Linked DNA regions of Mus musculus: regions 1, 3, 4, 5 and 6 are each linked to region 2. A link is a contact called in public HiCAR-type and HiChIP or PLAC-seq data. All regions are on one chromosome and are shown on one strand. The core of a region is the stretch at or near the end of the contact, and the rest is flanking DNA. Distances in the headings are between cores, read along the strand shown. Region 1 has its middle 160 kb from the start of Gm34246. Region 2 holds the start of C130071C03Rik (RIKEN cDNA C130071C03 gene). Region 3 overlaps Gm34196 (a long non-coding RNA gene). Region 4 has its middle 110 kb from the start of Gm41011. Region 5 overlaps Tmem161b (transmembrane protein 161B). Region 6 has its middle 60 kb from the start of Gm41011.

Evidence for each region. HiCAR-type assays count read pairs that join an accessible place to other places. HiChIP or PLAC-seq counts read pairs in DNA pulled down with a chosen protein or histone mark.
Region 1: an H3K4me3 HiChIP or PLAC-seq map of neural tube shows a contact between it and region 2, with 4 times the contacts expected there. The contact joins the enhancer-like site here to the promoter of C130071C03Rik in region 2. A contact is called at or near these places in 6 of 115 datasets of contacts at active chromatin or transcription factors (VIP interneurons, astrocytes, embryonic forebrain and 3 more).
Region 3: a contact with region 2 is called in an H3K4me3 HiChIP or PLAC-seq map of embryonic forebrain, with 8 times the contacts expected there. The contact joins the enhancer-like site here to the promoter of C130071C03Rik in region 2. A contact is called at or near these places in 4 of 39 promoter capture datasets (the HPC-7 cell line, the SN4741 cell line, cranial neural crest and 1 more), 14 of 484 Hi-C or Micro-C datasets (LSK cells, cerebellar granule neurons, cortical neurons and 7 more), 20 of 115 datasets of contacts at active chromatin or transcription factors (the NIH/3T3 cell line, SST interneurons, VIP interneurons and 13 more) and 2 of 9 other capture datasets (embryonic stem cells and embryonic trunk).
Region 4: a contact with region 2 is called in a HiCAR-type map of astrocytes, with 5 times the contacts expected there. The contact joins the enhancer-like site here to the promoter of C130071C03Rik in region 2. A contact is called at or near these places in 7 of 115 datasets of contacts at active chromatin or transcription factors (astrocytes, embryonic forebrain, embryonic hindbrain and 4 more) and 1 of 9 other capture datasets (embryonic stem cells).
Region 5: an H3K27ac HiChIP or PLAC-seq map of embryonic stem cells shows a contact between it and region 2, with 7 times the contacts expected there. The contact joins the enhancer-like site here to the promoter of C130071C03Rik in region 2. A contact is called at or near these places in 2 of 39 promoter capture datasets (the SN4741 cell line and cranial neural crest), 7 of 484 Hi-C or Micro-C datasets (adipose-derived mesenchymal stem cells, cerebral cortex, embryonic stem cells and 3 more), 26 of 115 datasets of contacts at active chromatin or transcription factors (SST interneurons, VIP interneurons, astrocytes and 13 more) and 1 of 9 other capture datasets (embryonic stem cells).
Region 6: an H3K4me3 HiChIP or PLAC-seq map of neural tube shows a contact between it and region 2, with 7 times the contacts expected there. The contact joins the enhancer-like site here to the promoter of C130071C03Rik in region 2. A contact is called at or near these places in 11 of 39 promoter capture datasets (the C10 cell line, the HPC-7 cell line, cranial neural crest and 7 more), 2 of 15 datasets of contacts at CTCF or cohesin (embryonic stem cells and large pre-B cells), 4 of 484 Hi-C or Micro-C datasets (cerebellar granule neurons and cerebellum), 8 of 115 datasets of contacts at active chromatin or transcription factors (differentiating embryonic stem cells, embryonic forebrain, embryonic hindbrain and 5 more) and 1 of 9 other capture datasets (embryonic stem cells).

What each region holds. Positions count from the first base shown.
Region 1 is chr13:84,512,387-84,517,109 of GRCm38.p6, forward strand. No RefSeq gene overlaps it. Among named protein-coding and RNA genes, the nearest start is that of Gm34246, 160 kb to the right of the region's middle. Within about 2 kb of position 2,750, at least 9 of the 459 cell types and tissues checked have an H3K27ac peak or open chromatin away from gene starts, as enhancers often do. A contact at or near this core is called in neural tube, where this site is marked.
Region 2 is chr13:83,719,427-83,723,981 of GRCm38.p6, forward strand. C130071C03Rik (RIKEN cDNA C130071C03 gene) reads left to right here and starts at 1,955. Exons shown (of 4, transcript NR_152245.1): 1 at 1,955-2,229. It overlaps Gm52046 (a long non-coding RNA gene), which reads right to left and starts at 2,229. Exons shown (of 2, transcript XR_003950632.1): 1 at 1-2,229.
Region 3 is chr13:84,637,645-84,641,888 of GRCm38.p6, forward strand. All of the region lies in intron 2 of Gm34196 (a long non-coding RNA gene), which reads right to left. Among named protein-coding and RNA genes, the nearest start is that of Gm34246, 36 kb to the right of the region's middle. Within about 2 kb of position 1,792, at least 20 of the 459 cell types and tissues checked have an H3K27ac peak or open chromatin away from gene starts, as enhancers often do. A contact at or near this core is called in embryonic basal ganglia, embryonic brain, embryonic cerebral cortex and 1 more, where this site is marked.
Region 4 is chr13:84,447,506-84,452,133 of GRCm38.p6, forward strand. No RefSeq gene overlaps it. Among named protein-coding and RNA genes, the nearest start is that of Gm41011, 110 kb to the left of the region's middle. Within about 2 kb of position 1,931, at least 59 of the 459 cell types and tissues checked have an H3K27ac peak or open chromatin away from gene starts, as enhancers often do. A contact at or near this core is called in astrocytes, forebrain, neural tube and 1 more, where this site is marked.
Region 5 is chr13:84,283,294-84,287,603 of GRCm38.p6, forward strand. It overlaps Tmem161b (transmembrane protein 161B), which reads left to right. Exons shown (of 12, transcript NM_175187.5): 7 at 11-71; 8 at 692-832; 9 at 3,392-3,505. Among named protein-coding and RNA genes, the nearest start is that of Gm41011, 58 kb to the right of the region's middle. Within about 2 kb of position 2,433, at least 48 of the 459 cell types and tissues checked have an H3K27ac peak or open chromatin away from gene starts, as enhancers often do. A contact at or near this core is called in cerebral cortex, differentiating embryonic stem cells, embryonic basal ganglia and 7 more, where this site is marked.
Region 6 is chr13:84,401,980-84,406,245 of GRCm38.p6, forward strand. No RefSeq gene overlaps it. Among named protein-coding and RNA genes, the nearest start is that of Gm41011, 60 kb to the left of the region's middle. Within about 2 kb of position 2,737, at least 23 of the 459 cell types and tissues checked have an H3K27ac peak or open chromatin away from gene starts, as enhancers often do. A contact at or near this core is called in cerebellar granule neurons, cerebellum, differentiating embryonic stem cells and 1 more, where this site is marked.

The sequences.
Region 1 (4,723 bases), core at 1,500-3,999, 790 kb after region 2:
GGTACAATGACAGGCAGGAAGATCAGTAGAATAGTATTGAAGACCCAGAAATGAACCCACATACCTATAGTCACTTGATCTTTGCCAAAGGAGCTAAAACCATCCAGTGGAAAAACGACAGTAGTTTCAACAAATGGTGCTGGCTCAACTGGCGGTTAGCATGTAGAAGAATGCAAACTGATACATTCTTATCTCCTTGTACAAAGGTCAAGTCCAAGTAGATCAAGGACCTCCACATAAAACCAGATACACTGAAACTTACAGAAGAGAAAGTGGGGAAAAGCTTCGATGATCTGGGCACAGGGGAAACATTCCTGAACAGAACAGCAATGGCGTGTGCTGTAAGATTGAGAATACACAAATGGGACTTCATAAAATTGCAAAGCTTCTTTAAGGCAAAGGACACTGTCAAAAAGACAAAAAGGCAACCAACAGATTGGGGAAAGATCTTTGCCAATCCTACACTTAAGCTAATATCCAATATATACAAAGAACTCAAAAGTTAGACTCCATAGAAACAAATAACCCTATCAAAAATGTGGAGAGCTACCCAAAGAATTCTCAACTGAGCAATACTGAGTGACTGAGAAGCACCTAAAAAAATATTCAACATCCTTGGTCATCAGGGAAATGCAAATCAAAACAATCCTGAGATGCCACCTCACACTAGTCAGAGTGGCTAAAATAAAAAACTCAGGTTACAGCAGATGCTGGCGAGCATGTGGAGAAAGAGGGACACTCCTCCATTGCTGGTGGGATTGCAAGCTGGTACAACCACTCTGGAATTCAATTTGATTGTTCCTCAGAAAATTGGATACAGTATTACCTGAGGACCCAGCAATACCACTCCTGGGCATATACCTTGAAGATGCTCCCGCATGTAGTAAGGACACATGCTCCACTATGTTCATAGCAGCCTTATTTATAATAGCCAGAAGCTGGAAAGAACCCAGATGTCCCTCAACAGAGGAATGGATTAAAAATATGTGATACATTTATACAATTGAATACTAATCATCTATTAAAAGCAATGAATTTATGACATTCTTAGGCAAATGAATGGAACTAAAAAACATCATCTTCAGTGAGGTAACCCAATCACAAAAGAACACACAGGGTAAGCACTCACTGATAAGTGACTATTATAGCAGAAGCTCAAAATACAGAAGATTCAATTCACAAACCATATAAAATTCAAGAAGGAAGACCAAAGTGTGGATACTTCCATCCTTATTAGAAGGGGGAACAAAATAACCCATGGAAGGAGTTACAGAGACAAAGTGTGGAGCAAATACTGAAGGAATGACCATCCAATGACTGCCCGACCTGGGAATCCATCCCATATACAATCACCAAATCCAGACACTTTTGTGTGTGCCAACAAGTGCTTACTGACAGAAGCCTCTTATAGCTGTCTCTGGAGATGCTCTGCCACTGCCTGACAAATACAGAGGTGGATGCTCACAGATATCCATTGGACTGAGCACAACGTCTCCAGTGAAGGAGCTAGAGAAAGGACCCAAGGAGCTAAAGGAGTTAGCAGCCCCATAGAAGAAACAACAATATGAACTAGCCAGTACCTCCAGAGCTGCCAGGGACTAAATCACCAACCAAAGAGTACACATGGTGGGACTCATACCTCCAGCTGCATAAGTAGCAGAGGATGGCCTAGTCTGTCAGCAATGGGCGGAGAGGCCCTTGGTCATGGGAAAGATCTTTGCCTCAGTGTAGGGAAATGTCAGGGACAGGAAGCAGGTGTAGAAGGTTTGGTGAGCAAGGGTAATGGGGAAGGAATAGGGGGTTTTCAGAGGGGAAACAAGGAAAGGGGACTACATTTGAAATGTAAATAAAGTAAGTATCTAATAAAAATTAAAAATTAAAATAATTCAAGCCACTTTCTAAGACCATTTTCCCTTTCTTATATGAAGATACAATTTTCTATTCATGATTATCTATGACAATGTGATATTTAATTAATTAGCTAATAGAAATATAGAGCACGTGCTGCATAAACCAAAGCTGGTATTTCATTCCTGTAACTTTATGAAGTTATACGTTATTATGGAACACAGAGAGTCCAGCCTAGTTCCAGACTATACCAAAGCTAAATATTTTACTTTATAATATCTTTTTTAAAATGAGTTATGAAAAAATATTTCTATATGCATCTTGCTAAATAATTAGTTGGCAAAGACTCTCTCCAGGTTTTACTCTTGCACTCCAGGGTTGAGGTTTAGTGACTTGATATGTAGCTTCTCTTCAGTACCAACATAAACCTGGCTTAAATTTTATCTAATCAGTTAAATATGTTTAAATTATGGCCTATAGGTTGTAGGAACCAAGAAAAGTTTGTAAGCATTTTACTGAAATTCTTGAGTTATGAATACTGTATAACTTGTGTTATATTAGATTGGGTTGAATTTAATGTATTTTTTATAGTGCCTAGATGAAAGGAAATGAAAAGAAAAAGCCATTTCTATTTGGACTAATGCTTTTTATTTTGGAATGTAAGTTCAATGTAATAAAGAAGGAAAAAAAACACTTAGAAAAGTAATTGATACCACTGGTTTTGAAAACATTGGCAAAGGGTTCCCCTTTCCTTTTCCAAAGGCTAACTTCCAAACACAGTCTTAGCCTGGAGTTTTAAACTGTCTCTTGTGCATAATTACCACTTTCCAAGTGCAGACTGCCAAGTGTTCAAAGAGCAAAGTTTAGTCAAAGTTCATCCTTAGGTCACCCACCCTGGAACCATCAATCTGGACAACCTCTGGGTAACCTCTTCCCAGCTACCAGATTGGAGCAGGAGCCTTTGCAGTCTCATTAGAGCATGCAACAATTAATTTGTCTTAAAGAGGAAATTAAACAGTCATGTACAGTGTAGAGACGAGGTCAGAAAGTGGACCTTGGGGGTCCATTCACAGCCTCTGTTTGGGGGTCCTCCTTAAGCCTGAGGGGAGGTGGGGCTGACTCTGAAGAGAAATAATTGTGTAGGACAAATCTGACAGAGCCCCTGTGACAAACAGTACATAAATAGAAGAGAAATGTAGCCTGAGACCAAGTCTGCAGTGTTTGCAGTGGGGCAAATGCAAGCCTGTCTTTCAGGAGACAGGGTGAGAACTCGGGCAAAGATGGCTTCCCAAATTCAGTGTGTGTTAACCCAGAAACGCAGTACTGTTGTCCTTGAACTTACTTTTTACGGTGTCTTAGACTTTTATTCATAAACTAGAAGTTCTCTCATGAGAAAACAGGAAGAAAATGTCTAATGTGGAGTTTTATTGATTCAGTGCTGTTTGTGAATTCATAGTGAATTGAACCATTCATTGTCTGTTATAGATACAGTTTTTACATAATTAGAGAAGTTGAATGGTTAATATGAACAATAAACATAGAGAACTTTGAAAAAATAGATGAGATGATACATAGTCAAAAATATAATACTTATTATATCTTAAAAGAATAAAAATTATTAAATAGTCTTATTAACTACTCTCAAACTGTGAAATCTATGCATCCATCCATCTATCTATCTATCTATCTATCTATCTATCTATCTATCTATCTATCTATCTATCTATCTATCTATCTATTTATCTATCATCTACTTCTATCATACCTTTACTATAATGGATTTTATTATTTGGAATCTAACATTTACATAATGAAATAGCTAAAATCACAATATATCTTATATGTGAGGCTGTAATCACATTTATAAAAGCTGTTTAATTCATCTATAATACTAAACTATAGATTTATTGAGTAAAGTACTATTCAGTGTACGATAATAAACAAAAACTGGATCATAAAGGTAAAGAAAGATGTCATAAAGAACTTTCTCAAAGTTACAGAAACTGGAGAGTAAATGCATTAGAATAATTAAAGCACTGTAGGAAAGGAAATCTATTTACAACATCCAAAGAAAACTCTGAAATTATCCTTAAGTTCAATGATTACTTATCATAAATTGTAGAAAATCCATATTTCATTGTGAGTAAAGTGTCTAATCTATAAATTACCATTTAATATTAATTTTTTATTCTGCTTGTTCCATATCATGCTTATCAGTTTAATTAATTAAAAAGAACTAATTTCTAATTTTTAAAAAATTAAAAATAGAACTGCTTCTATAGTCTAGCTTTAGTTCCATACCATATCCCTTGAAGCAGTCTATATGTTGAGTAAAATTAATCAGCCTTTAAGTTTCTTTTATGACTCTTTGTAGTTATCCTCTTTTCCCCACCTGTCTTCGAAATTTCTAGTTTTCCATATCTCATGTGGCATTGTCAGGTTTTGAATTTTAATGGTCTTAATGTTGGTATAGTGCTCATGATGTTTTAATTATTCACATAATTTTATTACTTCTTTGAGAATTCCATGTGGTGTGTTTTGATAATTATTCATCTCTCACTCCTCCCACTAACTCTTACCTGATCCACCTGAACCCCTACCTCCTTCTAAGTTTGTATATTCTTTAAAACATGAACAACTATGGAATCTCATTTGTGCTGCTCATATATATGAGACTCCATAGTTGTCACACATATATATATATATCACCCTTGAAGCAAACTTATTTTACACCCCACAGAATGATGATTAGAGCTGTATTCATTTACCTGCAGCCTGGAGGTTTCACTATTTAAAAAAAAAAAACAGCAGAATAGCACTCATCATATCTGTTTGATACATTTCCACTATGCATTAATTAATTAATTAATTAATT
Region 2 (4,555 bases), core at 705-3,204:
CTTTATATAGTTCATAGCCAGCTCGTTCTGCTCAAGGAAAATATATTTATTTGCCTTCAACTAACTTAATTTAAAAAAAAAAAACCAACTTCGTTTTCCATTTTACTTTAAGCCCACGGTAGGCATAAATCAGCAACATCTTCTAACTGTTATCCTGAAATAAAATTTGGAGGTAAATGAGTCCTTATACCAGGTGCTAAACAAAATAATGCCTGGGAAATTCTTCCTGCCCTATGATACGTGCATAAAGTCCAGCAATCGTAGCCTCTCAACTAAGTATACACACCCATAGTGCTGCGATCCATTTGGTAGTCTCACTGTAATGGCAGAAAGGAGATGGTTACCGCGACACCATTGCTATTATTGAAATTAAACAGCTTTGGAAGATATAATTGCTAATAAAAGGCTTCTTCTCCACGCCCCTCAAGGGTTTCCTCCCCCCTCTGACATTTTATGACGCGCCATTCAGATGAATGTAAGTAGAATTATGTGGAACCTAGCGGCCTACTGTACAAGGTCGCATCTAGAGATCAGCAAGGAAATGAAGATGGGGGGGGGCTCACTGTGTTTAGGTATGATTGTCTGAGAAAAAACGCACTCGAGTGTTTAGATATCGATGTTTTAAAACTTTTTCTCTTTATGAATTTTTCAAACCGACCGCGTGCACCCTCCGTGACTCCCCCGTGTCTGTGCATTAAAGGCGTCCATGAAATCATTGTATGGGGCTGGTTTAATGCGGTTAACAGAGAACTAAAGGGTTGTCTGTGTCGGAAAGCACGGTCCCATTTCTAATCCCATCACGTACTGAAGCGGTTTTGTGTGAATCTGTGGCTTCCACCTTTATCCACCCTGGATGTTCCTACTCAGGAAAACCTTTCCAACCGCTCCCAACTTCGGACGGTTGGCAAAATATCTTGTTTTCTGCCCTACTGATTGCTTTTCATTTTCAGCTTATTTTCATCTTACTTAACAATAATAAATGATCCTTGCAGTGTAAAACCTCAGTTTAAATGATCCGTCGTGCTCCAGCCTCGTTTTTTTTTTTTAAACTTCGAAATGTAATGTCAAATACGTTTAACTTGCTCCTGTCTTCAAGATGCAGGAGACCAAAACTACTTTTGTGCCAGATTTTACCTTCTTTCTTGCTCAGAACGTGCACTGCGCGCTTATATACACACATGCGTTCACGCGTGAGCACAAACACAAACGTACACACCAATACACACACATATAGAGAGGGGGAGGGGGGAGAGAGAGAGAGAGAGAGAGAGAGAGAGAGAGAGAGAAAGGAAGGAAGGAAGGAAGGAAGGAAGGAAGGAAGGAAGAAAGAAAGAAAGAAAGAAAGAAAGAAAGAAAGAAAGAAAGAAAGAAAGAAAGAAAGAAAGAAAGAAAGAAAGAAGAGGAAAGGGCATAGAAGAGGCAGAGATGCCCAGAGGCAAGCGGAGAGTCGGGGCTCCGCTTAACCCGGGCATTGGGAAAGCGGGGCTGGAGGTGGAACAGGACTCAACCGACCGCAGCCGCTCAGGCCACGGCGTTAAGCCGCCAGTGAGGGTGAGGATGCCCTGCGGGCTTCCGCACTTTTCTGAAACCAAACAGGATGGCTAGGCTCCCCGGCTGAAGTAAAAGTTCCGGAGGGTTTGAAGGCCGTGGAGAGTCACCTCGCCCGAGCAAGGAGGCTGCCTGGGGAAGCGGCCTCGTGGGCTGGCTGAACTGGGTGGAAGCCCTCGCAGGGGGTCCTGCGGTGCTAGCTTTTGTACCGCCCCGCCTAGGCCAGTCCGGAGCTGACGCACCAGCTCCCCAGAGACGCTGGGGGCGTCGCACTGCAGCTGGGTGGGGAGCAATTTATTCCTGGCGGTCACATCCCACCCCATCTTCTGTTACTCCACCCTACCCCTCCCATCCCTCCACCTCTTCCTCCTCCTCTTCTACCAACGCCCGCACTATCTTCTGGTTCTTCTCCTCTTCAACCTCCATTCTCCCCCTCTCCCTTCTTTTCCTCTCTCTTTCACCCTCCCCCACTCTTTCGTGTCTCTTTCCTCCTCTGAATAACCAAGCTGTTTTGCTTCCGAAAGTAGAGAGAGAGGGAGAGAGAGAGAGAGAGAGAGAGAGAGAGAGAGAGAGAGAGGAGAGAGAGGCCTTGCTGTGAATGGAAGACAGGAGGGACTCTGGTACATCTGGGAGTGGAAACTTGATGCTTCTGGGCTGTGATTTGCCAAGGTCTCGCCAAAGGTGAGTACTCTGGGGGCCCGAAGAGCTCTCACTTGGAAGGGTCCAGACCCCGCCCAAATCTGAGAGTCTGGTGGTAATCAAACAGCGGTTAAAACTGGGATGGAGTGAAGGTCGGGGAAGGGCTACAGCGTAAGGGTTCCAGAATAAATGGGTGCCAGTGCGCCTTGTAGCTAGCTTGTGGCTCAGGCTCCCGCCTAGGGCTGCTTCCCAACCTGCTAAGGTCATCCGAGACGGCTGTGACTTCTAGAGCCCTCTCCCTATGCGGACCTGCACCTCCGCTCCTTACATACCCTCGTTCAAGTGACGCTTTGGTATCAGGAAGTGAGAAAGTATTCTTCTCTCAGACCTTTAAAAGGGAAAGTTTGGCAAGGTGGGCGCTCTTTGGTTCTACTATCCCCTCGATTCTAACCTAGGATCCCTAGATTGTACAGGATATTGTTATTTTCCTTTTATAAAGAATGACTTTAACGAAAATTCGTATGTAGTCAAAAAGATTATTGGATCACCATGACTGATCAGCTGCTGCTGACCTACCAATAAGCGTTATTTAAATATACACGCACATTCGTGCGTGCCCCCTACACGCAAACACACTCGGGGGGGGGGGGGACGTCTATATGTAATGAGTAAGACAGCTCGAAGTTACCAAGAATTAAGAGGGAATCAAAAAGGCTTTTAAGTGTTATGTATGCATCTTCCATTTGTGTGCAGATTGGGGTGGGGGGGTGCCTGTCTGTTGCGTGTGTTGTCAGCTGGTTCTAGTTTCTAAGCACTGAGTGTTGCCAAAGGCTGGAGCCAGCACCCACCATTCACCTTGGCACCCTAGCGGCAGAACAGGACTCATTTGTTTGGTGCCAAGAGGTGAGGACCTGGAAGAGACTGGGGTGTAGTTAGGTCGGGGGGGGCCCCCTGCCATCCATTACACCTGCGGCAGATGGCTCAAGTGGTAGAATGGTTTTGTTTGCCAGAATCAAGAAGGGAGGAGGAGAAAATTCAGCCTCGCCCTACTGAAAAGAAGTACAGTAAAGAGCCAGAGAGATGAAAGAAGCCATCAAAACCAAGGATGCTGAGTCCTGGGCAGTTAATGACCTTGATACCTGGTTCCAATAGATAACAAGGCAGAATTTTATGAATGTATTTTTTGATCAAATGTTTTACACACACACAACACAACACACACACACACACCTCCGCGTAGATGCACACAGGTGTTCTGGGAGAACCTCTCCATGGGAGCTGACTTAGGAAGCTCTTCCTCAGAGCTTCATTCCCTCAGACTGCCAACTCATACACATAAAGGCTCCCTCCCTAGACAACCAACTATGGATTTAAGCAGACTTCAAATGTACCAGTCTCCTTCTCACAGAGTAATGTTTTCTGATCAATACTGCCACCCTTGCATCCGTTTCTTCATGTTACTCAACAAGCAGGGAATGGAATAACTGTGCCTTCTCTGGAGACAGTAGACCATGGGCATGTGACAAAGAGCCCAGTCCCAATCTAGTAGTTCAGTCTGTTTTCATTTCTTTAATTCTGTACTAAAGAGAGAGTTATATCAAGGGAGACCAAAACACACCAGGATTCTGTCTCCACCCTTCACACTAATCACAATGACCACTCACATCTATGTTTTTATAGCAAACATTTTCATGTTTTTTTATGACATGAATTATTATGCTGACCTAATTTTCTGTTCTAAATCAAGCAACTTTCCTTTACCCAGGGTATAATATGCTGACTTGTTGGCACTGGTTTGCATGCAAACACCAAAAAATTCCACCATTTTAAAGCACACGTTCCACTTTTCTGTATTTTTCACATCAGGGCTCAAAAATGTTTAAAGTTATACCAAAGACAGTGAAACCAGAATCCATTCTAGCTATGATTTGGGGGTGACAAATAAGATACATTCTAAAGTCCCACACAGAGAAGGGAAAAGGAACACTGCCGCTTTCCAAGGTGCTTGCAAGACCTAAAAACCCCTGTGAACTGGGTTTGGTTGCCTGGTGTATGTCTGCCCAGTATAGTCTAATTGTTCTGCAGTCTTTTCCCTCTCCTTCTCTCTCCTATGAAGGCTTCATTTTTCAAGAAGAAACCTTAATACTCAGCAAGATATAAGGCTCATTGAGAAGGAATAGAGCTCTGTTTTATTCAGTATTAGCAATGTGAGTTTACTCACACACCACACACCACACAGATTGCTAAGTGTCTATCTCAAGGTTTGAGTGCATATGTTACAGAACATACTCCTATCCACTTTCAAGAAAATTAGAACAAAAACTGCATTTATAAAAATGAGCTGAGACTTCATGAACAGTTGGGAGAT
Region 3 (4,244 bases), core at 542-3,041, 920 kb after region 2:
ATTCCAGTTGACTTCAGGGTGTTCATTTAGGCTAGTCAAGGAATGGACACATGTCATATGAGTGACTCACAAGGAGTTAAAACTTACTTCATATTCAATGTACAGAGAGGGACACTCCAAACCAGTAACAATTGAGAGAGGAAATTTATCAAAATACACAAAAGCCTTTTTATTTTTCTCTTTGACCAGAGTTTGGCAGCGTGCCTGTTTTCATGGGAGACTCTTGCTTATGATCTTTCCAGGACACAATATGCTACTTTTCTTTTTAACTTTACAAGTTTAATATGAAAATATATTTACAGAACTACTTATACTTTATCTTATTTTCATAACAATGCTTACTAAAATAAATCAGAAAAAATATTCTTTGATTTTTGCTTTTTAAAACACCATGGAATCCTAGGAACTGTGGATGTAGTGATAGAAATAAAAGACTATAAAAGGGAAAATTTTCAGTTCCATAGAAATTTGGGGAAATACACTCAGAGTACTTTGAGATAAATAATATTAGATCATTTGGAATTATCTATCATAGAGCATATCCCTCTCTCTGGTGGTTAGAACATCACCAAGCATGTGTTGGTTTACATAATGAGCAAGATTAAAATAACTTCTAAGAGTCCACATGCTGTCAAATTTGCTGCTATTTTTCCATATGAAGCAAATCTCAGACATTTATTCTCCATAAAATAGGTAAAAAAAAAATCAAAAGCCCTCTAATTGGTAGAAATTCTCAGGGCAGGTCTATAAAGTTCATTAGTGCTCAGACATTTAATAAGCAAATGTCTGCTCAGGGACACCAAATGGCCTCAGTTCCTATTGAACACAAGTCTCTTTTCAAACCATTGATGTGAAATGATTCTATTGACACTAGCTTTTGAAGAAAAACTTTAGTTGAAGGGAACTATGTCCAACATTTATCTCTATTGGTGGATTTTTTTTCATCTTATTTATTCTTCTTTTATTTTGTATGTGAGAAGGAAAAAACAAAGTCAGATCAAACACGCCTATGGAACAAAGCACCAGGATTCACACCAGTGTGCTAGGAATGGGAAGATTTTGCTCCCATTCGCTCTGAAAGGCTCTGATGAATTTTCCCATACCCTATGCACAGGAACAACAGTGGATGCCTCCTCCACTGGAGCACGATGTCTAAGAAATGCATCTCTCACTTCATTTCCAGTGTCCATGCTTTCCTGGACATGTACCTTAAGCTTCTTTTTCTCTTTCAGTTCCTTTCATTGCCAAAACGAAAGGTAACTTTGGGAGTGAACATGAGTAGTGAAACTTAGCTCTGGAGACAAGCAGTAACTTTTCATTTCAGAGTTTTGAAAATAGCTGGTTCTAAATTGTTTAGACGGACTGTTTTTACTTTGTTATGTCATGATATCAGTTGAGTAGAGACGGCCTTCTAGACGTTGCACAGTTTCTCGTCTCTTTGAAGTCAATGCTCACTACATCTCTACTCTCTGCTGGTCCTTTAATCAGTGTCCAGTCTGTCTGATGAGAATAGCCCCAGGATGGAGCCCGAGACCAAGCCATGGGCAGCACCCCTTTGTCCTACTCACATGGATGGGACATGATTCCACAGGATTAGCCAACAATTATATGCTCTGAACTGATCAATTCAGTCAATTTACTGTGCAAAGTAAATTGATCCTTCAGAACAAAGGTTTCTGTCAGCAGGGAGCTACCTGAGAAAGCAGCATGCCTGTGTAAACAGTTCTGTCCTTCTCCCAGTGTGGAGTGGCCCCACGCCATATGGTGCCACTATGAACTTATTAGCTGACGGATTAACTGATCTCTGCATTTGGGATCCCCAGTTTCCAGCTGTGAGAATGATTGATGGGCTAACTACTGCTCCAGTCTTGGAAGTTATTTCCTCCATTTAACAGAGTCAAGAAGACAGAAAATTGCCCCCTTTGTAAATGCTAATCTCACCACTCCTTCGAACACCCAACATAGCAATTTATTCAAGGCAAAGTCTTAAAATTGGTATAGTGCACATCAAATGCATACTAATTAGCAATTTCTTTTGAAGGCTCCATCACTTATTAAGGGTCTCCTTTTCCATATGTTCATCATGCCCCACTTCACCCTTTAATTACAAAACAGCACTTTCAACTAATTGCGAGAAGGTATATTGTGCCTGGAATCTGTATTACACACTATACCTTCTGATGCCTAATTTAGGGTCACATGGAAGGCAGACAGATAAGCAGGCGGAAAAGCTCAGAACCATCATCTGCAATTTTAGGCATATTTGGGCATTGTCAGGATGAATGTTTCATCTACAATGGTGTCTAGGACACTCTTCAGTGGACACTGTGCAGAAGAATGGGGTGAATATTAGGTTAACAATTGGGATCTTTTCCAGATTACAAAGATTATTGGATTGGATTATTTAATCCAACAGAATGATATTACATTTGTTACTTTACAATTTCTTCAATCCCAAATGTTGAAAAAAAACTTTTAAGTCCAATAAGCAGTCTTTTAAGTATAATAGCTGGATTATAGAAGGAAGAATTTTGCAAAATACACTGGAAGGATGCTCAAAAGAAATATTTCCTGTTGTATAATGGTGATGTTTTTCTTTATTAAACCACAGTTCTTATGCAATCTAAATGATCCTAATGGCTATCCCAATTATTGGTCTGCCACATACAGTCTGCCAATGTCACCTTCATCGCAATGCTGAGTGCTAAAGAATGGGACCTTTCTCTTGCTCCTTTTATGTAGTAGTCCCTGAAGAGACTCTGGTAATAATTCTTCCTTCTTAATGTTGGTCCTGAAAGCATTGGTGCAAGTTTAGGCTTCACGAATACTCAGGCTGCAAAATGATGATAGAATCAAAAAAAACTTGATTCATGGTGGTCGAAGATCAGGTGAAGTGTGACCCACACTCCAAAGGAAGTTCATTTTTCATAAGCTCCACAAACTTGATGTCATCACACACACCAGCAAATCAGTCAGGCCCAACCATCCTAAGTTAAGATCATTTCAAGTTAGTTTTCAAAACTGTTCCTAATTGTGAACTAATAGATGGGAGACATAAAAAGAGTGTAAATGGCAAAAAAGTCCCATTTTTTATGGAAAGAAAATTTAAGGACTTTTGAACAGATTTGGGATGTTTGCTGCCTCTAGCCACACAGCCTTTTCAAATCTGAGTTTCATCTCTATATAATAATCATTATTGCTTACTACTAATATTTTATTTTCTAAGTTCTCAAGTTTAGAATTGTCTTACTTGAGATTATGTTCCCAACTGTTATTGACCTAGGATTTTGTTGCAGGGTTTTTGAGGCTGTAATTTGGGGATGATTTGCTTTTGATTCTCAGCTTTACAATCTGGGACTCCTGGTGGCAGTCAGAATTCACTTCAGAGCTTTAGACTAAGTCTGGCTGGCTGGTTTATGAGTCTGCTAGGAAGCAAAGCTGAGGTCTGCTTCCTGCACTTACAGGCTGGGTTGGCATCTATAGTTTATCAACTATCAGCAATACACTCTTCATTCTTATTTTTCTTTTCCCTGAAGAGAACATAAAAAGTTTACTTAATATTTTTATAGAATTTTAAAACATAACCCCAAAATTCATATGAAAGCACAAAAGACCCCAAATACAATTTCGAGTAGCAAGAATGAAGTTGGAAGTACCACAATGCCAGAATTTAAGGCATATTGCATAGCTATAATAATAAAGACAGCCTGGTACTTGTAATAAAGATAAATACAGGCCCATGAATCAAATACTCAGAATTAAACCTATAGCCAATTGCTTTGCAACAAAGGAACAGCATATACCAGAGAACAGAAGGTATGTTCAATGAGTGATGCTTGGAAAATGACAGCCATGTGCAGCTTCACAGCAGTAACAGAATATTCACACAGCACAACAGGTGCTAATAGGGATACAGAGGAAAAGCAAGTCCTACCCACTGTAGGTGAGAATAGAAAATTACTATAGAAGTTACAGGGAACAATATAAAGTTCCTTGCAAAACCAAAAATTGGATCAATCACAAAGTCCAGGAATTTTACTTCTGGACATATATTCAAAGGAAATGAAATCATACCAGAGAGATATAAGCACACCCATATTTATTGTAAAACTATTTAGAATAACTAGGACATAGAACTATCTTGGGTGCCAAATGGCAGATGTCTTGATAAATAAAATATATTATATGTTTTATATATATATATATATATATATACATATATATATATATATATATATATATGG
Region 4 (4,628 bases), core at 681-3,180, 730 kb after region 2:
GGTAGGGGAGTGGGGGTGGGTGGGTAAGGGGGACGTTTGGTATAGCATTGGAAATGTAAATGAGCTAAATACCTAATTAAAAAAAAAAAAAAAAGGACAATAAGAAGAAAACAGGTAATGGCTATTTTCTCATTTCTAGTGAAAAATATGACAGATTTCACTAATATGTAGTAAGGATTATTTATTTCCATTATAAGTACTCTTCTTTTGTGAGAACATAAAAATAAAATAACTGGGACTGAAGAGATAGCTCAGAAGTAAAGAGTTTGTACTGTTTTTACCCAAGCTTAATCCCAAATTCCATGTGGGGCAGCTCATACTGCTTGTAATGGGCACCTGCATCCACGTGCACATGGCTCCACATTGATGAACACACACACACACACACACACACACACACACACACACACAATTTAAAAATAACTCTTAAAAAACAAACCAGAATAGCTGCACTTCTGCCCTGGGGGAATTAACAGAAAGCTGGACTAATACTGATTTTGAGTGGACTTTGAGAACTTGTCAAAACCCTACCCATAGAGAATGCTATCATGCCTTGTGATGCTCTGCTTTTTCTTATTGCTCAATTCAATCTGGTCAGTTAACACCTGCCAATTTGGGAGGGTATGATTCTTATGCATTTTGAAGTTTGAACTGTAAAAATTTAAAAACTGAATCAACATAGCTTCTGAACCATAATGCAGAAGCCTTGAAACGAGCAGCATGTTAAGAAATGTTGCCCAAATTTCTAGTCATCTAAAAGTATTTAGTTCCCACATCCTGCCTCATATCTTCTACCCAATGAAATTAGTCTTCAGAATGAGAACTTTTAGTCCACATTCCTGCCACTTTTATTACAAACCATGCTGAATATAGTGTTGTTAAGTAAATTGTTCATGAAGTGGATGTTTTGGGCAGGTGTTAAATGTGGCTGCATCCTGCCCCTTAAATAAGTTCTGCATATGTAGGCATAGCAGTTGAAAAATGACCATTGCTAACTGTGTGGCATGTGCGTATAATTTTGTCCATGCATCATGAGTGTATAAGACAAAGTGGTCTCTCTCTCTCTCTCTCTCTCTCTCTCTCTCTCTCTCTCTCTCTCTCTCTCTGCCTCTCTCTCTCTCTTGTTTAAATACAACTGTATTCAGTTCATCACATTGGTGGGAAACATCTTGTGGCAGCACTGGGATAAGGCCTGTAGCAAGTTATTCAGTCTAACAATTATTGCAAATTAGAACCTTATTCAGGAAAGAATATCAATTTGGGAGTAGATAGAACACATTAACTATAGCTAATTCAAACCTTCTTTGAATGGGGCACATTTTCTTAGAAGGAGCCATAGAGATAAATGCATCACGTGAATCTTAGAAACAAACTGCTGAATGAAGATATTGGTGGACTGAGGCTATTCACTTCCATTTACAGAATCCAAATTGCTAAAGAGTCATGGGAAGGCAGGAAAGAGGCTTGTTTTTAAAATGCTCCCCGACGTTTGTGTGCTGCGTTATCCAATGTAGTATCTCATTCTGTTGCCACCCGGAGTCCCATTCACTGGTTTGTTTAACCTCAAAGTGGGAAAGTAACTAACACAAATACCTCCATTGTCCATGCTCTAATAGAATTAAGATTCCCAATACACTGCCTGCATTTGGATGAGGTTTGTTACACACTAGCTTTTATGGTCACACCCCTTTCCCTTGATGGTTCTTAAGAATGGCAGAAGCAGGAGTCCAGAAATTTTGTAAGCTCATAAATATGAAGCACACTGTGTTTGAATAATGCAAGGGTGCTGATACAAATGGACCAATGCCAGGAAGCTCAGAGTGAAAGCTCACAATTCATCCTCCCATCACAATGAATAAGAAGGAAGGAGAACGGGGCAGTGTGTTAGCTATAGCTATGCTGCCAGGAAACTCGGGTAGTTCTGTCTAATGGGCCGGTGTGGCACAGAGCTCTGAATCACACACTGTTTACCCAGAAGACAGGAAGTAGGGCTATTATCCTACACAAAGGCTAGCTTTACAAGTTGGGGAATTACGTAATAATGTTTGTTTCACACCACACAGTAGCAGCTTGAGTAGCTGTAAACTTCTGGAATAAATCCATGTCTCCTGTTTTGGCAGTCACTGTCAGATGAGTGCAGAGTGTTTAGTTTGGAGGCAGGTACTATGTGACCATGTGCCAGGACCAACCCAGATTTCACCAGCTAGTCTTACTAACTTGTAGCCTAGTTATGACACCTGCTACTTCTCCCACTAGCAAAGTTAAAGGAATTGAGCCTGGGCTGGGAAACCCTGCAGTACGATGACCAGGCTGTAAGCCTCTGTTCTGCTTGTGGACAGACTCCTTGTTCTAAAACAAAGTGCCATGATTTAGTAACCATATTTTCTTTAATACACTGGAGTTTGCCACGCAGTTATTTAGGACTACGTTAGGGGTAAGAATGTTTCTCTGTCTTCAACCAGATTGAACTTGGCTAGGTACTTTTGAAGGGTGCTAGCTCAGTACCTGATGATCAGAAAGAAAATATTTGCCTTTCAAAAGGCAATAATGAGAGGAAAATAGATTTATTTTAATGAGGAATTCTTTTTAATTTTTAAAATTTATGTGTTAACTTTACATCCCAATAGCAGCCTCCCCTCTCCTCCCAGTACCTCCTCACACAGATCCTTCCCCTATTTCTCTCTATGTCTCCTCTGAGAAGGCGGAGCTCCCCTGGGTATCACCCTGCTCCCAGCACATCAAGTTACTACAGGACTAGGTGTATCCTCTCCCACTGTCGCCAGACAAGGTGCCTTAATTAGGGGGAGGATCCATAGGTAGGCAATAGATTCAGGGACAGTCTCTGCTCCAGTTGCTGGGGGACTTGTATGAAGACCATGCTGCACATCTGGTACATATGTGCAGGGATAGATGAGGTAGGTCCAGATGATGCTTACTCTTTGGTGGTTCATTCTCTTGGAGCTCCCAAGAATTCAGTTAGTTGACTTTGCTGGTTTTCATGTGGAGACCCTGTCCTTAATGAAGAGAGATGGACTGGAGAGATGGCTCAGAGGAACATTGGCTCTTCTTCCAGAAGACCCAGGTTTGATTCCTAGCACCAACATGGCAACCCAGCAGCATCTGTAATTTCAGTTCCAGGGGATCTGATGACTTCTAGCCTCTTTAGGCACCAGATACTCATGTAGTACACAAACATACATATAGACAAAACACACATACACATTTATGTTAATATATGTATTTTATTTTCAAAATCCCTGTGCTTATATAATTAAATTTCATGTAACTCCACATTACCCATTCTCTACCTTGTTTCTCTCACAGTGAGTTTGTAGTGATCCTGATTTCTCAATGCATGAAGTGACCATGGCTTTCAGCCAATGCTGTCTCAGAGTCACATTAGTTATTTTTTCCCCCAATGTTTGGCTCTCTTCAGAGCAAATTAAACCTGAGGATCCATACATTCCTAGGTAACCTCTGCTCTGAACTCATGGCATCAAAGGCTATAAACAATGAGCTGTCCTATGGGTTGAACAGTCTTTTCCCTAGTATGATTAAAGATATAATAATGACACTGCTAGTATGAGAACCACCGCTAATCAGCGATAATCTTCTCATACTGTATCAGAGTGCTGAGTGAACTGTTTTACTTAACAGCCTTTACCTACCTTTGCTTCATTACTTTTCTATTGCCGTGACAAAACACCATGATCAAAGCAAATTATCGCACTCTAACCCTCATTTCAGGAGGTTAGAGTCCATAACCATTGTGGGAGGGAGCATGGCAGCAGACAGGCAGGCATGGTACTTGAGTAGTAGATGAGAGCTTACATCCTGAGACATAATCATAAGACAGAGAGATATACATGGAATGGTGCTAGCTTCTTGAAACCTAGAAGCCTGTTCCCATTGACACAACTCTTCTAACAACCCTTCTCTTCCCCAGACAGTTCAAACCAACTGGGGATCAAGTATTCACACATACGAGCTTATGGGGGTCATTCTTATCCACCCACCACACAACTTCATGCAGTTATCTCATTGCATTAATTAGGGCAATTGCAGCTATAATTGGCTAAGAACCTTAAAATAGATGCTTATTTTTCTTATATGGAAAGAAGTTTGGAGAATGAGAACTGTGGATGACTATCTTGTGGTTCCATGATGGCAGGGATCATTTCTTTGGGAATTTCCAGGCCTTCCCTTTAAGCTACAAGAGGGTTGTTGCAATTTAGGAGACATCTTTAGTCTGGTAAGATGACAAATAAAGAGGATGAGCCAGATACTTCAGGTGTTTTCACAGGAAAAGAAATCTTTTCCTCCTACTCCTGCAGAGACAGTTGTGCACATCTCACTTCAGGATCCCACCACGCTGCCACTGCTACAGCTCCAATAACACAGAGAGCAAGCAGTGATGTCCTCTACCTACGGTGGGGAAAGGAGAAAGGTATTAGCAATGGCCAGGGATTGGAAATATTAAGGGTCTGTGACTCCAATTTAGAGACAGAGAAATCAGTGGATAGAATGGCTGTTTTTAGAGGAGCTACTGAGTGATTGTAAGAGAATTTAAACTCACAGTATTTGAGTCCAAAGCCAACATTTTTAGTCTTGATTGCTTTACATAGTTC
Region 5 (4,310 bases), core at 1,183-3,682, 560 kb after region 2:
TTTCCTACAGGGTTTACAAATTTTTCAGACAGTGCAATGCAGTTTCTTGAAAAGCAGGGTTTAGAATCTCAGTAAGTTTTTGACAATTTGAGCATTATTTAAATTTAACGTTTTTCCTTCTTAAAGCAATTTTTACTATAAATAATTGATTTTAATCAGTAAAATAATTCCCTTATGATAGGACTCTCACTTCTCTCCCTCACTCATTTCAGTATTGGGATCTAACCCTGGGACCAGTGCATACAGACGAGCAGGTGCTCACCTCCAAACTCACTGTGAGAGGGGCTTACCCCTAAACTCCATTGCCAGCCCCCGGGTTACCACTTTTAGGAACACCTTACTCATACTGTGTACAGTCATTTGAAGGTAGACTTTCCCATCAAATTCTTAGCTATATTTGCTCTTACAATCCCACTGTGTCCAAAGATGAAATTAACTTATATCTGAGCCATATGTCATTGATGTGTAGCTTGGATTGTTGGCTATTATTTAAGAAATATCTGGTTTAGTTTATAGTTAGTTCACTATGACCTGTTAAGAATAAGATCAGTATGTATGTGTGTAGTACATAATTTGATGTACTGACGTTGTCATGACTTGTAAATTACCTGGATAGAAAAAATGGTTCTTAGTAAGTTATCAAAAAATTTATCAGTTGTTTTTTTTTTTTTTTTTTAAACTTTATTTCTAGGGGCCCTGTTTCAAAACTTACTTTCAAATTTTTCCTGGCTGTTTTCTGTTCACTCATTGGGGCTTTTTTGACATTTCCTGGATTACGGCTGGCTCAAATGCATCTGGATGCCCTGAATATGGCAACAGAAAAAATTACACAGTAAGCGGAAAATGTACATAAGCACATGCAGATAAATATATGTTTTCCATCTTAATTAAGGTATATTATTGTGATAAAATAAATTATTTTATTAAAAATTAATATTAATAAATATTTGATGTCACACCTGTTTTTAGTCAGCTATAAGTAGTTTCTCTTTGAAATTTCAGGCTAGTGTTAAAAATACATTTGTTGTTAAACTAATTTTTACCTGTTTAAATGAAAATGTTAAAGTTTATATTCTTTTTAATTCAGAGATTTATAGTATTTTGATCTCTACATTCAAATTGAAAATCTCATAGAAAAATTTTTTTAAAAAACTTTTTTTTAATACTTAAAGTTTATGTGTTGATTCAGATATTTTAATATCTTTATTTATGACAAATAATTTTAAGCCTGAGTTACATTTGTAAGAATGATTTTAAGTTGTTGATCTGCATGTTAAACTTCAAGTAATTCATTATTTTATTTCCAGATTGTAAATAATATGCAACACCCTGTATCCAGTTAGTTTAACCACCAAATCCTATTTTGATTCTAAGGAGAAAACATTAAACCTCTGCTCATGGCTCTGAAGCCATTGCTGTTTTCTGTCCTTATTTAGGGGTCTTTGTTTATTTGGTTGATTGGAGTTTTGTTTGTTTATGAATAGAGACATCTTTTTTTTCCAATTTTTTATTATATATTTTCTTCATTTACATTTCAAATGCTATCCCCAAAGTCCCCTCTACCCTCCCCCCGCCCTGCTCCCCTACCCACCCACTCCCACCTTGACAGAAGGGTGAGCTTGTATTTGCTTTCGTTTATACCCAGGATCTTCTTACCTGCACTGCAGGTCGTCCTTGAACCCTCCATCTTATATACATATGTATAGTCAGTAAGCTCCTCTAGGAGGACACTGTATTTAAGATACTTTAAGATCCTAATTCCTCTCTTTACATTCTTAGCTTTTACCTATGTTCTTTAATTTTCACTTTTCCCCTTGACTCCATTTTCTCCGTGTTTAGATGTTTACTTGTTCCTAGCTGCCCCGCCCCTGTTACACACTACTTCATCTTCCCCCACGTTTTTTTTTTTTTTTTTTTTTTTTTTTTTTTTTTTTTACTCAGCATGCTCTTCACTATGCCCTGCCTTTCCCACCACCCAGCTCTCTAAAGGCTTCTTTTAAGACAAAACCTGATCCCCCCCCCCCCTCTACACACACACTGCAGTCCACTAACCCCAGTGTTAGGATTTAAATAAGCTGAAAAGGGTGGGTGGAGGGGAGCCCTTCACAAGCTACTGAAACCGCTGTGGGCTGCTCCTTGATACTGGAGTGTTCCCTAGCAACACTGCATACCTAATACTGCTCTTTCTTCCCTGCCCTCCATGGTTTACCAAGACTGTGGGATGAAAGAATCACATTATAAAACATAAAGCATTTAGTGATGGTTGGAGAGAGGGTGATGCATCTATCTTCAGTAAAATGTGGCTTTATTTTAAGGGTTTTCCTTGTGGGAATTTGGGATTTTGTGTTATTTCCAGTTTTTTACAGCCTCCTGTTGTGGTACAGCACTCACGCTGTCATGCTGTAACAGTATGGGCAAGCTAGTTCTGTTGTGGGTAGCCTGAGTGGCAAAGGAGCAGCGCAGACTGCACCCCTATGGCAAGGCAGTGCAGCTTGTACTGTGGTTGGGTTGTTCCTGACTCAGCCCTGTGTCCTCCAGACCTGTCCCTACCGTTTGTCTGTGTAGTAATATTTAAAAGTCTGTGTGTTTTAAAACCTATAGTTAAGCCTTCTCTATGGTTGATAATGAAAGCAGTGTGTTGTATTAAAATAGTGTAACAAGTCTGTCTTTTGTTCCAAAGAGAAAACTTTTGTCAAGCCATGTGTATCTGTAGGATACAGATTTAGTTAACAGAGAGGTTGCAGCTTAATCCTGATATCCCTCTTCTGCATTAGGAATGTAGCCCCAGTGTGGTGGCTCATGTCCGTAGTTCCAGCTTTTGTGAGGCTGAGAGTAGCATGAAGGCCAGGCTAGGCTGTATAACAAGGTGTGTTCCATAGAACCAAAAATAGGGGGGGGGGGGTACATTATCTTTATTTGTATATGGTAAATTAATTTCATCTGTGTTTATAACAGTCCAAGAAATAACAAATCTTGAGTCATTTGTAATTTTGGCATTATAAATGATCATTGCATATTGCAAGGTTGCTCAGTTGTAAACTGTTGTGTTTCATTTGCCATTTGCCTTCTGATAAGACTTCTAATCACTCTCATTTATTTGTGAATAATAAGCAAATGTTCAGTTTAGCTGTGTTGAAAATTTTCAGATGACGTGTATGTATATTCCCTTGTGATCACTGTAGATAATCATTAAAACACCTATCATTGAGTCCTGGATTTAAGGGATTGTCATTGAACTTTCTAGGTCCGTATGTTCTCACCTGAAACACTAAGATAATGACTCAGCTCTTAAGGATTCTGGTTAACAGTAAATAATTAGAAATGCTATACCCTAGTTACACTTGCACATTTTGTTTCTAGATCTTTATGTGTATTTCTTGTATATTTTCAGAACATTACTTCATATCAACTTCTTGGCACCTTTATTTATGGTTCTGCTCTGGGTGAAACCAATCACCAAAGACTATATCATGAACCCACCGTTGGGTAGAGAGAGTGTCCCTCTGTAAGTATGGGTACTTGAGTCCTATGTTTTAATTCACTATACATCAAAGTTGCTTTTTTTAATTGTAGGTAGGTTTGTTCATTTTTTTTTAGACAGAGTATCAGTATATTGCCCGGACTGTCCTGGAACTCACTGTGTGGATCAGTCTGGTCTTGAACTCACAGAGATCTGCCTGATTCTTCCTCCTGAATACCAGAATTGAAGACATGTCACACTTCTAAAGTTTTTTGTCTGCCTGCTTTTATGATAAGGGGAGGTACTTTATTCTTTAATACTAGTGTAAGTGGTGAAGATAAGGCTTGAGCCTGAAGCTGCAGGCCATCTTCTAACCTATTTTTGAACTTTTTTGAAAAGAATACTAACAAATATTATTCTATACTAATATTAGCCTATATACACCCTGAGATTTATCTCCTGATGTCCAATTATCATCTGCCATTTTGCCTATTTGGATCCTTCTACGGTGCTTTTATTATTGTTCTACTGTGAAACTTATGGAGGGAAAGTAATGCCAATGAAAACTAAAGTAGTATTTATTTCCTTATCCATGGAAAATTTTAACATTTCCTTTTGCTTCATTCATAGCTTTTAGATAAAATGTTTTCAAATAAATTAGAGACATATTTTTATACAGTAAGTACTATAGTTGCCATCTCTAACAAAATTTTTTTCTACAACATACTTAGGAAAATTTAAAGTAATATCTTTAAATTATTATTATTATTATTACCTGCTCATGTATCCCCAGTTAGACAACTATGTTTTAGCAGAACAAGATGTCAAAGAAATAAAGAAGCGGTTTATT
Region 6 (4,266 bases), core at 1,487-3,986, 680 kb after region 2:
CCACCTCAGTTGGGTATGTACACCTTAAAAATAGACATCAGGAATGGGTGGGCATCATTTCATCCAAAGAGATGCATTATTAATGCTAGAACACTGCCATTCCTTCTGGATGAGGTCTTTGCTAGCATTCCTCCAATTATTTTATGTCACTTACTCTCCAATCTTAATCAAATTTCCTTCAGTTGAGTACCAGAAAATATGCAGAGGAAGTGTGTCTCAGCTTTATATTAAAAGACTCAACTATTAGCAAGAATGTTTTGTTCAGAAATTATAATTTTATCTTTTTACAGAATTATGCCTTATATTTTATATTTGTTACCTAATAATGTCAAATTAGAACATTTTAAAGTTCTAATCTTTTTTTTTTTTTTTTGGTTTTTCGAGACAGGGTTTCTCTGTGTAGTCCTGGCTGTCCCGGAACTCACTCTGTAGACCAAGCTGGCCTCAAACTCAGAGATCCGCCTGCCTTTGCCTCCTAAGTGCTGGGATTAAAGGCGTGCACCACCACGCCCAGCTCTAATCTTTTAGAATCCTTACTAAAGAAATAATTGGTAAAGCATGTCATATAAAACTCTATATTATAACTCTATATTATAACTCTATATTATAACTGACTAGAAGCCACTGTAATAAGCTTAGCAAGCATTATGAGGCATCAATGGATACTACAATACACATTTTTGAAAATAATACAATATTTAGGCAATAATCTTTTTTCTTATTTTAAATGTGAAGCTGGGTTCAAATCCAGGGCTTTGTCATACGAAGCTTGCATTCTACCACAGAGGAACAGGTATGGTCTATTCCTGTTTACAGGTATGATTATGGATCAACTTCTCAGACACCCCCAAACAAGTCAGAAACAAAACAAGTCATTGTCATTTCAAATTAGATATTATTATTAAGTATATTGAAAAGCTAGCAGTGTAGCTCAGCCGTAGAGCACTTGCCTAGCATATGCAGTGGACTCCATCTCCTGTACTTAGAGAACAAATGAACCCTGTAATGAAACCCTGAGCAGTAACAGAAAACAATACTGTTCATTTCCTTTCAGATGCCTCCTTTCTCAGAGCTCTTCCTTCCACCACCCAGTCTACATTTGAATCTGTTAACACACTCTGGTAAAATAAGAATACCATTGCAAGCCTCCCACATAAGCCTGAAGCTGACCAGAATCAGGTGGGCTGCAGGAAACTGTGGTTGGCTAACCTGCTGACATGGGGCATGCATATTGGGTATAACTGTGGTAACTGTTTGCTCCTTTTGAACATAAAAATTCTGATTTTTTTGGGGGGGGGCGGGGTTTCGAGACACGGTTTCTCTGTATAGCCCTGGCTGTCCTGGAGCTCACTCTGTAGATCAGGCTGGCCTCGAACTTAGAAATCTGCCTGCCTTTGCCGCCCAAGTGCTGGGATTAAAGGTGTGTGCCACCACGCCCAGCTAAATTCTGACTATTTTTAGTGATCGTGTGGTTACTAGGCTCGCAGGGTCATGTGTATAGAGTAACTGTGAAGTCCAGCGCAGTGATTTGCCTAGATTTTGCATCAGGTGTGAAGATACCAGACATCCTTCAGAGGGAAGCCTTCTGAGGTCATGTTATTTGCAAAATTCTCGATGCAGCTTTTGAAGGTCCTAGGATGCCTCACAAGGAGAGAAGACTGTCTCCCCTTGTTCCTGATGTACTCAGTATTTTTCCCCGTAGCTCTTCTTTCTCCTTAAGCATGCAATGGACATCAACAGCTTGCTAAGAAGGTTTAAAACTTTTCCTCTTTCAAAATAAAGATTGTGAAATGCTTTTTATTTTATATCAGAAAAGAGTAGTGAAATGAGAACATACGTAGTAAGATTATGTAAAAATCTAGGAAAATTGAAGAAGCATTTCTGTTTAAAAAAATAACGACCACTTTGAAATAAACATCCATAGTAATAATTCTACATATGTTTTTGACTTGGAATTATAATAATGGCAACTCTGATTTGGATGATACTGAGAATTAATTCATAGCATATATATATTTCCTTTAAAGAGCACCCAACAGCACACAAACACTGGCACAGGGGAGAGGCTACACTTTCAAGTTGGGAAAGTAGTTTTGGCTTGGTTTCTATATTGCACATCTTAAACTTAGTGTTTGGTGTGTACTTGGGTAACCTGGGTGTATTGGTTATAACCTCTGTTAAGAGATAGCTCTTACAAAATTGTAAGATTACAGCAATACATAATTATTTATAACCCTTGGCTCTCAGTTGTTTTTTAATTGATTTTCCCCAGGAAAAACTGACATAAGTGTAGCTTTCTATTAAAGTGTATTTACAATGATGATGATGACAAAAACAAACAAAAAGAAAATAGAAAAGAAAGAAAGAAAACACTAGCAACAAGAAACAACCCAGGCCACTTACAAGTACACAGGCACATGCACACGCCCATTAACACAACTCATTCCAGTCCCAGATTACAGAGAACTAAATTAATCTGCTAATTTCAAAGCAGTATTCTGCTCTGGTCATCTCACTACATGGCTGTTTCTTTGTAGGACAATGTTAGACACAGGCTAACTGGGTTAATTGCAGCCACATGTAGATTGTCTTTTTGGATGACAAGACACTGTCTTACAATTGATCCACACACCATTGGGGGACTAATTCTGAGCTTCCTTTCGGCTCCGTGCTCATCCAGTGACAGACCGCAGCTACCTCCAAGCTCTGGGCCACATTCGCCCGGGCTTGTCGGGAGTGTGGGAACAGACACAGAGCTGGGTCAGAGGGCACGGAGCCAATGTCGCTACATGTGTGTCTCGCCTTTTGTGCGGCTCTGGCTTCGTCCTACTTTATGCAGATTTCACTTCTGCGAGGTCCAGATTGTGCCATATGGGATCCCTGTGTATGACCAGCGAGGCTACCTGCCTGTGAGAACTGTTCTGATGAAGGACTATCCGAGGAACTGCGGCCTGGGCAGTTGTTTTTCCCAGGAGATGGTCACATACAGAGAGAATTTTTGTAAGGGGGGCTCAGGGGCGATGTCTGGGGCCAAAGCCATCCTCAGTGTCTGGGAAAAGAATTGTGTGTCTGGTTCTTTACTGAGAGTGAGCATGGAATTGGGGACCTTTAAGGGCATAGCTTTCTGAATAAAAATGGTGTGTTGTTTCTTTGTCCGTCTCGTCGTTTCCCCCACTTTTTTCCTCACTTTTTATTGCTACTTTTTGTGTGACTTTTTATTACCTTCATGAGTTATGATGTTTGCTTTCCTTCTACCTGATGATGCTTAATGTTAAAGCTTCATATTAGCATTTTTTCCCTGATGGATTTGGGTCCTTGGCCTTTCTCTTACTTCATTATCCGATATAAAACATTCCATCTTTCCCCTTCTTATCCCTCAGTCTTTGTCTCTGCCTCTCCTTTCCAACTGCTACTCGTTCTTAACTTCTTAGCTTTCTGGGTTATATGGTTTCATCTAACTATTTTTGAGAGAAGTGCTCATTTTATAGTTACTAAATAAAAAAAAAAAAAAAAAAGAAAAAACATGCCGTCTCCCCTCTCTTGTCTGCTCAGTCTTTTTTTTTTTTTTAACCTCCTTACCCTGTCTATAAAACATTTCTTCTTCTCATTCATTATTTGACTCTCAGAAGTAATCCTTCCTACCTCATTTAAGAAGGAAGGTTTCTAAACATTAATGTCCCACTTCCTAGTTGTTACCTCACATCTCTCTCTCTCTCTCTGGCTGTTGTGAAACTGCAGATTTTGTTTTGTTTTTTGTTAGTGCTCACTGCTGTGTGTGTAGGATCCTGGCTTTTTAGAGTGGAGGTTTTAGTGCCCCACGTAGAAAACCACAGAAAGGAACAGTCAGAGCCCTGGTCTGATTGTTAGAGCTCTTTAGCCTCTTTCTTAATTTTTGATTTATTTAAATATGTCTCAAACTCTGCTCTGTGCCCCTCCAGCCTAAGTAAATAAACACCCACTTGTACGTGTGACTAACTTTATTCTTCATTTGAAATTCTTCATTTAAAATAACTCCTGGGAAGGTTATAGGGGCACCTATGTATTGTGGTAACCTTTCTTTGTGAGTTATAACAAAAGATGAGACATAGACGCTCTCCTCTGGCTTACGTTTCACTTCAGTGGGAATTTTTTTTTTTTTATAACACACACTATGCTTTTATTAATGCTGTCGAAACTCTCATTTTCCCCAAATACTTGGTGATACTTATCTGATTTTTTATAATAACAAATTCATTTCTTTATTTTGAGATGTAGTCTTGTATTAAA